Regions from separate parts of the Nothobranchius furzeri genome. Here region 1 is linked to region 2. The links are chromatin contacts, called in public Micro-C maps. All regions are on one chromosome and are shown on one strand. The core of a region is the stretch at or near the end of the contact, and the rest is flanking DNA. Distances in the headings are between cores, read along the strand shown.

Region 1 (4,395 bases), core at 1,229-3,728, 89 kb before region 2:
CTCGCTCACGCCTGACTCGCTGTCATCAGGATCAAAAGTGGTTTCCCTGGACTCTCTCATCCCTTCGGAGTCAGGCGAGGACTTGAGCAGAGCTCTCTGTAACTGTGGTCCTCTCACCAACCTCTGCAGCCCGCTTGCTATGAACGATGAAGAAGCTGCCGGTTGTTTTGGGCCTCTGAGGAATCTTGGACCAAAGGCGATTGTGCCGGACGACTCGCTGTGGCCAGCAGGAATAGCTCAGGAAAAGTCTCCGGCATACCCTCGAAGGAATCTGCGTCTAAACTCCTTCAGCCTTGACTCCCCCACCGCTTCAGCAGTGAATTTCCAAAACCTGCATATTTCTGGTACAGTCAGCGTCAAGGAGCAGCGCAGCACCGGCACACACACCTACACACTCTTCAATGTACAGGTAACACGATATTAACTCATTCATTTCATTTTGATTAGTTTTGATCACATTTGAACTCATACATATGAGCAAATACCCACAATCTGGACAAGGAAATGCTTTTGTGTTTGGCGATTTTAGGTGAAACAAACAAATAAATCTAGATCATTTTCATCACAGATGTAACATGACCACCGCTCTTTGTAGAAGACAACTCATAGCTCCCTTTCTCTGCACCCTGTAATATCCTTCAATGTGCATGTGAAATCTGAAACCTGCCTCTGTTTTACAGTTTGAGACCACGGCTGATGGCGACACCCCCGGCACAGCACGACCTGCAACCTGTCGCACTGTCAGACGCAGATACAGCGAGTTCCTCAACCTGCAAGCTCGATTAGAGGAGAAGCCTGAAGTCAAGAAATTAATCAAGCGTGAGAACGGACTCACAAAATGTCACCATTTCCAAATATCCTGAGACAGATTTGACATGACGACCGCTGGAGATAGGCACCAGCCCCCCCGCGACCCTACATGGACAAGCAGGTTCAGACAATGAATGAATGGATGGAAGATTTGACATGACATTGTTTTGTATTTTAGACGTCAAAGGCCCAAAGAAGATGTTCCCTGATCTCCCTTTTGGAGGTCCGGATGGGGAGAAGGTGGAAGCTCGTAGAAGTCAGCTGGATGCCTTCCTGAAGGTATTGGGATGAAAACGTGAACAACGAAGGAGGGATTGTTGCATAATCTGGTTGTGAGATAATTGATTTATTCGTTGTAGCAACTTAGCAGCATTCCTGAGATAACCAGTGGTGAAGACATGCAGGAGTTCCTTGCCATCAACTCAGACGTCTGCACGTATTTTGGACGAAAACCTTTAAACAAATCGAGGATTGATAAGGTAGACAAAAATAATCCAAACCTGGAAACTCACTTTTGCTGAATGAGTTATATTTTGTTTCTTGGTAAAACTGTACCCGGAAGCTGGATAATAGTTTGGCTTTTTACTGTTTTTTTTTTAAATTCTGTTATTAATCTCATGTTTGAATTTTCCTTTGAAGATGATGGAAAACGCTTTAGATACGTTCAGAACAGCATTCCCTCACCCTGAGATTCCCAGTCCCATGGAGGACGTTGAAGGCGACACTGAAGGACGAACGATGGATTACAGGAAGTACAGGTTTGGGCTTCATCAATCCTCTACTGCATAAACTATTGAGTCTGTTATTCACCATCTGTTAAGACAAGCAAAAAGTGTGATGATCCCAGAAGATTTGGTTTTATTTCTTGTTTTACTTTAAATCTTCATTCCTCCTTTCGATTTTGTGCTTCAGAAGGTTGTTCCCAACCAAAGTGTCTCCATCTCTGAACATGACCGACCTTCATCCTAAAGTGACCTACTGTTTCAGTGAAGGCTGCACGGTGAGGAGTCTGTTTTTGTCTTAAACAGAAACGGGACAGCTGATCTGGTTTCTGTTGGGGCTCTGCAGGTTCTTAACAGGATGTCGCTGTCAGGCCTGGAGGCTTTTGTCAGGGAGCAGGAATGTGGGCTGAACGTGACAGAACCAACGAGGAGCTGTGAGCTCCAGGTCAAAGACAAGAGAGTTTCAGATAAATCAGGTTGTGATTTTGTTGGTTTAGTTAATGCAGAAATATCCTTTTACAGCCTCCTATAGAAGATCCATGCAGTGTCTCAGAATCTCCACACAGGTGCAGCATCGCTCTGATGTTTGTCCAAGCCTCCGCTAGTCCCCTTCCATAAATGGTGTGTTCAGTCTGTACTGAGATTCTTACATTTTGAGTTAATATTATGCATTTTTCTGTGTGTGTCATTCAGATACAGCTGTGGCAGATGTTGCTTTGAACATTTTGTGCCTTCTGATGAAGGATCATTGGAGCTGGTTGTGCACAGAAAACATACAAAAGGCTATCAGGTTGCTGTTTGGCACCTTCATTGAGAGGTCAGATGCTTTCTTTCTGAAGGGTTGAAAACTCCACGGACTGAGAAACCTGCTGTCTTAAACTCCTGATTGATGTTTCAGATGGTTGGATGTAGGCGCTGCCCACCTCACTAGTGCCCCCTGCTGGGTGATTTACCTCCAAGTGCTGCAGGAGGCTGTGTGGCCAGGCGGCAGGCTGCCTGCTCATCCCCGACCCGAGAGAAGCGCAGCAGAGAAACAGGAGACAAAGGAGCGGTGTTTAAACTGTGTGATGCAGCTGATCCCTGGTACAAAGCTTCTATCAGAGAGAGACTTCTGGTGGCTTTGATTTGCAGGAATTCTGAAGGTTTTGTTCTTCTGCAGAGCTGATAGCTGACATGCTGGGCAGTGAAAAGTTTAGGCTGAGCTTGGAGACCATGCTGGAATCTCTACAGGATCATCAGATAAACAAGTGAGTATTTCTGTGCTCACACCTCTGATAAAAGATCAATACCTCCACATTTTTCATATGATACACACACAAAAAGTTGGTTTCTGTTCTTGTTGATGTTTGTGTTTATAATACAGGCATCTGATCTACTGCATGTGTGACCTGCTGCTGGAGTTTCTGATCCCTGAATCATGTGACGAGGCCTTCCAGAGGTCTCTGCTGCAGACTCTGGCTAAAGCCACGGGGAGGGACGGCCCCCATATCAGATCAACAAACTCGTAGATTTGATCTCAAGTGCAGGAAGCAACTGATCAAATTAATGAGGTCCAGGCTAAACAAGCAACATGAGTGTGTTTTGTGACTTTATTCATTTATTTGTTAATGCAAATGTTTGTTCTTGCAGATAAGATGATGTTTGCAAGTGATTGTGATTTTAATTGAAACATATTTTAAAGGTTGAATGATCGAACGATTCAACTGATTAAAAGAAAAGGCTTTTCTATAAAAAGGTAAACATAACAGTAAAAAAATAAATGATTATTTTATCAATGTGACCAAATATTTTTGGTGATGTGATTTTTATTGCAGCTTAGTTCTCATGTGTCCTTTCCACTGACACAGCTCTAAGCCCTGATAAAAGCTGGTGCCTCATTCTGATAAAGGATGGTAGCAAACTTTGTTCTTTTTATTATTTAACAGGGAACCATTTCTGCCTTTAGCCTCTGGTGTTATGGTGTGGCTCTTGCTGTTGCTCAAAGAAATTCGTATTATTGCTAAATGAGGTTTTCCAATCTCTCTTTCTGGCTTTACCAAAACGTTTCACAGAGAGCTCAGATAAAAGCAGAAACTTTGATTGTTCTGATTTAAACTTGGATTCAGTGCAGTTTTTGAGAGAATCCCTGTTTAATCCACCAGAGCTGTCCTTAAGACACTTCAGAGCTTTTTTAACCTGTGTATTCACTTCTCTGTGTTCAGCAGATCATCCCATTTTCCAGCTTTGAAATGCACCTTTTGTAAAAATCATTTGGATTAAAATCCATCCTGTTTTATTTGATTTTATCAAAGTGAAATTATTCTTTAGCTCACCTGCAACACATCATGCAACATTAGTCTGGCCATGACCAGTGTTGGGAACGTAACTTTTAAAAAGTAATTCATTATAGTTACAAATTACTTGGTCCAAAAATAAACTCAGTTACTTACTGAGTTACAAGATTATAAAAGTAACTAATTACCAAGAATATTAATTATTTGGTTACTTTTTTCATAAAGAATGCAAGAAAAATGGGTTCCTCATTTAAAGTGACAGTGTGTATTTTTCTTGGCAATAGGGGGTGTAGATACCTAAATCTTTGTAAGCAAGCAGTATTTTTGTGTTGGGTTAACCTTACCAATGGATGCTCATTTGGGTCAAAAAGCCCTGGGGAGTGCAAACTTCAGCAAAATAACAAGCACACCAGACTTCCTTTCATCACTGGCAACTAATGAAGAGGTACATGTGTAAAACAACGTTTATGAATGGTGAAAGTTTTGTAACTGTTTGTTACAAATCAGTAAATGCATTTTGTCCTCAAGGGCTCCCATAGAAGGAAACATGGCATCACCCCTTAGACCCGCTCCCATGTACTTTAGACCCG
Region 2 (4,204 bases), core at 1,412-3,911:
GGTTCTGCGCCGGATGGTGTGCGCAGCCTGCGCGCCCCGGGTGTCATTTCGCACGGGGCTGATGAAATATTCCCAGCCTTGAAAGCCAAACGCACCGTTTAATCCTTTGCAGAGACTCAAAGCCGCATAAGAGTTTGGGTCACCGTTTACGTATCCTGCGTAAAAACACCGGCTCAGGTCGCCGCTGGCGCCAGGAAGCCAAAACGCGTCTTCGCTAGAGAAGGAAGGCGCAATAAAATTGGAATCTTGCTGCAAATCAATGACTAATTCCTGCTGAAAAGCTTTTAACTTTATGGCTAATTTTCTATCACTGGTGTCTACGTCGTTGTCAGAATCCCTCCTGCCGCTGTGATCCAGTCTTATCGGAAAGCAAATCTCACTTTCCATGCTACAAGTCAACGTCAAGAGTGACAGCACAAAGTAGAGGAGGAAGGTTGTTCTGACAAACATGACGATGTTTGCATTCAGCAAAGAGCGGCGTCCAAATGAATCTAATCTAAAATCGGCGGTAAAACCCACAGATCAGGATGGAGAGCATAATCCAAAGAGCAGAGTCCTAAAACAGCGCCGGTTGTTCGAGTCCACTTAGAGAAAACTCCTCCCGGTCATGACCCGTTTCCATCTTCCACCTGTGAGGACTGAGCCGACTGATGCCTTCTCCGGACTTTATGTATTTCCGTCATGTGTGAAAATATGGAAACACAACCTCTGCTGTTGTGTGTGTGTGTGTGTGTGTGGGGGGGGGGGGGGGGGTGTCTCTGAAGGCGCGCAGTGGATGCGCAAAGCAGCTGCGGACTCTCTGCTCACAGCAGTCTCATTTTCCCCATCGGAAGTGACACAATAAAGCTAAAATATCAGATTATTTTATAACACCAGTAACATCAGCGCCAAGTGTCCCTGTTATTTCCAGGGTGGGATTTAAAGTTATGGCACAATTTGACCGCAATTGTATCTGAAGTGTGTGTGTGTGTGTGTGTGTGTGTGTGTGTGTGTGTGTGTGTGTGTGTGTGTGTGTGTGTGTGTGTGTGTGTGTGTGTGTGTGTGTGTGTGTGTGTGTGTGTGTGAATTTCCACTGTATAATCGATTCTATTCTATTCTATTCTATTCTATTCTATGTCTAGGAGTTTATGGAACACAGTTTATTCGTGTGTGAACCACTCACGACATCTGGTGGACAACAAAAAAATTGAAAGGTTTAGCCCCAGTGCCACATTCGCAATGGGACGCAAATACAGATAGAAACTCAAGCAGAGCCTGGCAAGCCATCCTGTTTGGGAGACATGCAGAGGAAAATCATTTTTGCTGCTTCTGTCAGTCCAGATTTCTAGGCTATAAAGAGGTGCTGGAACTTAAAGAGCAAGTCACCCCCTACAGAGTCTTACTCCACTCCCACTTCATGTTTGAAAAATGCAACAAATGTTTTTGCCTGGCAGACCGAGAGGGCGGAGCCACTAACAAATACACACACACACAGGCTCACAACGGTATTGTGATGAATGGATGAATAGTGGTTTTTATTACAATAATATCAGCATTATAAAGGAGAAATTAATATTTGATAAACGGTTCACTTGTTTATCTCCACCCTAAAGTATAAGGTAGCTACTTATAGGGTAAAACATATTGTTTAAAATAATTCCACTTATTCATTTAAAAATAGCATTAATTTTATTACAATTGTATTACTTTTTATTCTTGATCATGCTTTTGATTTAGGGTTTGTAAGACAGGTCAGAAACCATTTAATAGTAAGTAAGTAAGTAAGTAAAGTTTATTTCTAAAACACTTATCACAAAACGAAAAATAACAAAGTGCTTTACAAAAAATAAATAAACAAGTCATAAAGTCATAAATTGTAATGAAACAGAACAACTAATTATCACAAAATAAAGATAAATGATAATTGGAATTAGAAAACACCAAACATTTAGATAATAGTAAAAACTATTTCTTCTGTTCATTGATTTGATCACTTATTAAGCTTGTAAATCTTATTTTTTCAATAATTATATAGAAACTGTTTTTTGTTTTGATCAAAAGATGCCACAACGAGATATCGAACATTTTTATTTGATAATTGGTTTAAGAAAATTGCTAAAAGAAAACTCTTAATTTCAGCACGGAAAACATCATGATGTCATCATTAGCCTAAATAACCTCGTTTTTTGTTGTTTTGTGGGACAATAACGTCACACATTTGTGAATTACTGATTCAGTACGTTGAGATGTTTAGTCTTCAATGGGTTTATTTTATCAAGAAAAACAATCTTCCGTGCAGAGACCGTTTTCGATGACACCTGATGCGTTTCTTTTGTTGTCCATTCTACGTCTGTTGCTAGGAACGCAACGACCGTTGCTAGGCTAAGGACTCCGGTTTGTTAGTCGTCTAAAGAAACGCCTGATTTACTTTAGCACTTCAGTGTTAAATGATAACTAAATTATATGTACTTTTTCTTTTATAAGTAAAGAAAATTCCATGCGTGTTAAATTTATTTTGCATGTACATTAAGTCTAACTACTCCGTATTGCTTTTCTTTTATTACTTATTTTCTGAACAGGCAGTTACGTTGGGCAGCATGTAATGATTTTTACGTTGCACGCTCTGTAGCCGCTCTGAAGTAGAAAAGTCGTTGTCATTAGTCGATAGAAATATCTCTCGCACTTTTATTTTAAAAATTTGGCATCTAAATATAAGTTTGTGCAAATATGGACCAAGAAATGTAAAAACGTGTAGTTGTTTGACCAACTTACATCGTTGCTGTTGAGTTTTTCTTTTCCGTTGGAAGTCGTCATAATGAACTCGTATGATGTTTTGGAGCTGGTGGGAGAAGGCTCGTTTGGTCGAGTTTACAAGGGAAGAAAGAAATTTACCGGCCAAGTACGCGTTTATCTGAACGTAAAGTTCATGCGTTGTTCGTCTGTGCTTTTCTCACCGTGAGTTGCTTTTCCTCGTTAGGTGGTGGCTCTGAAGTTCATGCCTAAAGTGGACCGTTCTGAAAAAGAGCTACGGAGTCTCAAAAGGGAAATAGAAATTATGAGGGGTCTTCAGCATCCTTATATCGTTCAGTTCTTTGACAGTTTTGAGACTGAAACTGAGGTATGATGATAACTTTCTGTTTAAAACACGCATGGTCTAGTTTACACTAAACTTTATTTGGGGAATGTAATGTCCCTAGGGAGGCACCAATATGAAAACGTGGGCCGATATTGATATCCGATATTAATATCGTTGTTATACCCAGTAATTAATATTACATTAAAATAAATTTGGTTCTTGTTCAAGAGCGAGGGAAAGCTGAAGTGCGAGACCGCTAGGCAGATTGGTGCTGAGTCTGCAGTGATGCGGTCTGTCGTGGTGAAGAGAGAGCTGAGCCAGAAGGCAAAGCTCTCAATTTACTGGATGATTTACGTTCCTAACCTCACCAATGGTCACGAGCTTTGGGTAGTGACCGAAAGAACTAGATCGCGGATACAAGTGGCCGAAATGAGTTTCCTCCGCAGAGTGCTGCTCTAACTTAGAGATAGGGTGAAAAGCTCGGTCATCCGGGAGGGGCTCTGAGTAGAGCCGCTGCTCCTCTCGTCCTTGGTGAGTTTTTCTGGGCACGTCCAACCAGGAGGAGGCCTAAAGGTTGGTTTATGCTTGAAGGTCCGCGCGGAAAAGTTGCGTCATTTTAACAACCACGCCCCTCCACCGCGTCTTCGCACTGCTCAAAATTTCCGCAACGCGCTCCTCGGAAAATTTCTAACCATGCGGACAGATGGACGCGGAAAACCATGGTGGACTGACAAGAAGTAGTATGGCAGAGGTTTGTAAATACAGACATTTGTATGATTCAGCTCTCAGAGATCACCGTGATCAACATGTTGTTTAATAATTCGTGGAGAGAAATAGCTCGCACTGTCGGAAAAGACGAGGACGCTGTTAAAAATGCTGAAATGCCATGTTGTAAACAGTAATTTCTACTTCTACTATGGTGTAGTGTTGTATGCATGCCGTAGAGCTCCATGCTGCCCCCTGCAGTTTGGGAGAATATTGGCTCACCGCAGAGATGAGCTGCACGTACCATAAACGCTGCGAGTTGTGAAGCGCGTTCCATCCGCGAGCCGCATCACCAAGCGGAAAGTAAATGCATCAAGCATAAACCAAGCTTAAAGGGATACCCAGGGCAAATTGGAGGGACTATGTCTCTCACCTGGTGAGGGA

What was found. A called contact is a pair of places that touch in the nucleus more often than the background predicts.
Region 1: a Micro-C map of tail fin shows a contact between it and region 2, with 18 times the contacts expected there. The contact joins the enhancer-like site here to the promoter of stk36 in region 2. A contact is called at or near these places in 2 of 2 Hi-C or Micro-C datasets (skeletal muscle and tail fin).

What each region holds. Positions count from the first base shown.
Region 1 is chr10:47,565,769-47,570,163 of NfurGRZ-RIMD1, reverse strand. It overlaps snx19a (sorting nexin 19a), which reads left to right. Exons shown (of 14, transcript XM_054730570.2): 4 at 1-409; 5 at 681-819; 6 at 989-1,089; 7 at 1,170-1,289; 8 at 1,450-1,568; 9 at 1,723-1,810; 10 at 1,879-2,008; 11 at 2,226-2,349; 12 at 2,431-2,615; 13 at 2,692-2,779; 14 at 2,896-3,176. The coding sequence ends at 3,040. Among protein-coding and RNA genes, the nearest start is that of LOC107386477, 10 kb to the left of the region's middle. Within about 2 kb of position 2,478, at least 1 of the 3 cell types and tissues checked has an H3K27ac peak or open chromatin away from gene starts, as enhancers often do. A contact at or near this core is called in tail fin, where this site is marked.
Region 2 is chr10:47,477,513-47,481,716 of NfurGRZ-RIMD1, reverse strand. stk36 (serine/threonine kinase 36 (fused homolog, Drosophila)) reads left to right here and starts at 2,661. Exons shown (of 20, transcript XM_054730569.2): 1 at 2,661-2,878; 2 at 2,957-3,097. The coding sequence starts at 2,795. It overlaps adamts15a (ADAM metallopeptidase with thrombospondin type 1 motif, 15a), which reads right to left and starts at 669. Exons shown (of 8, transcript XM_015960895.3): 1 at 1-669. The coding sequence starts at 450.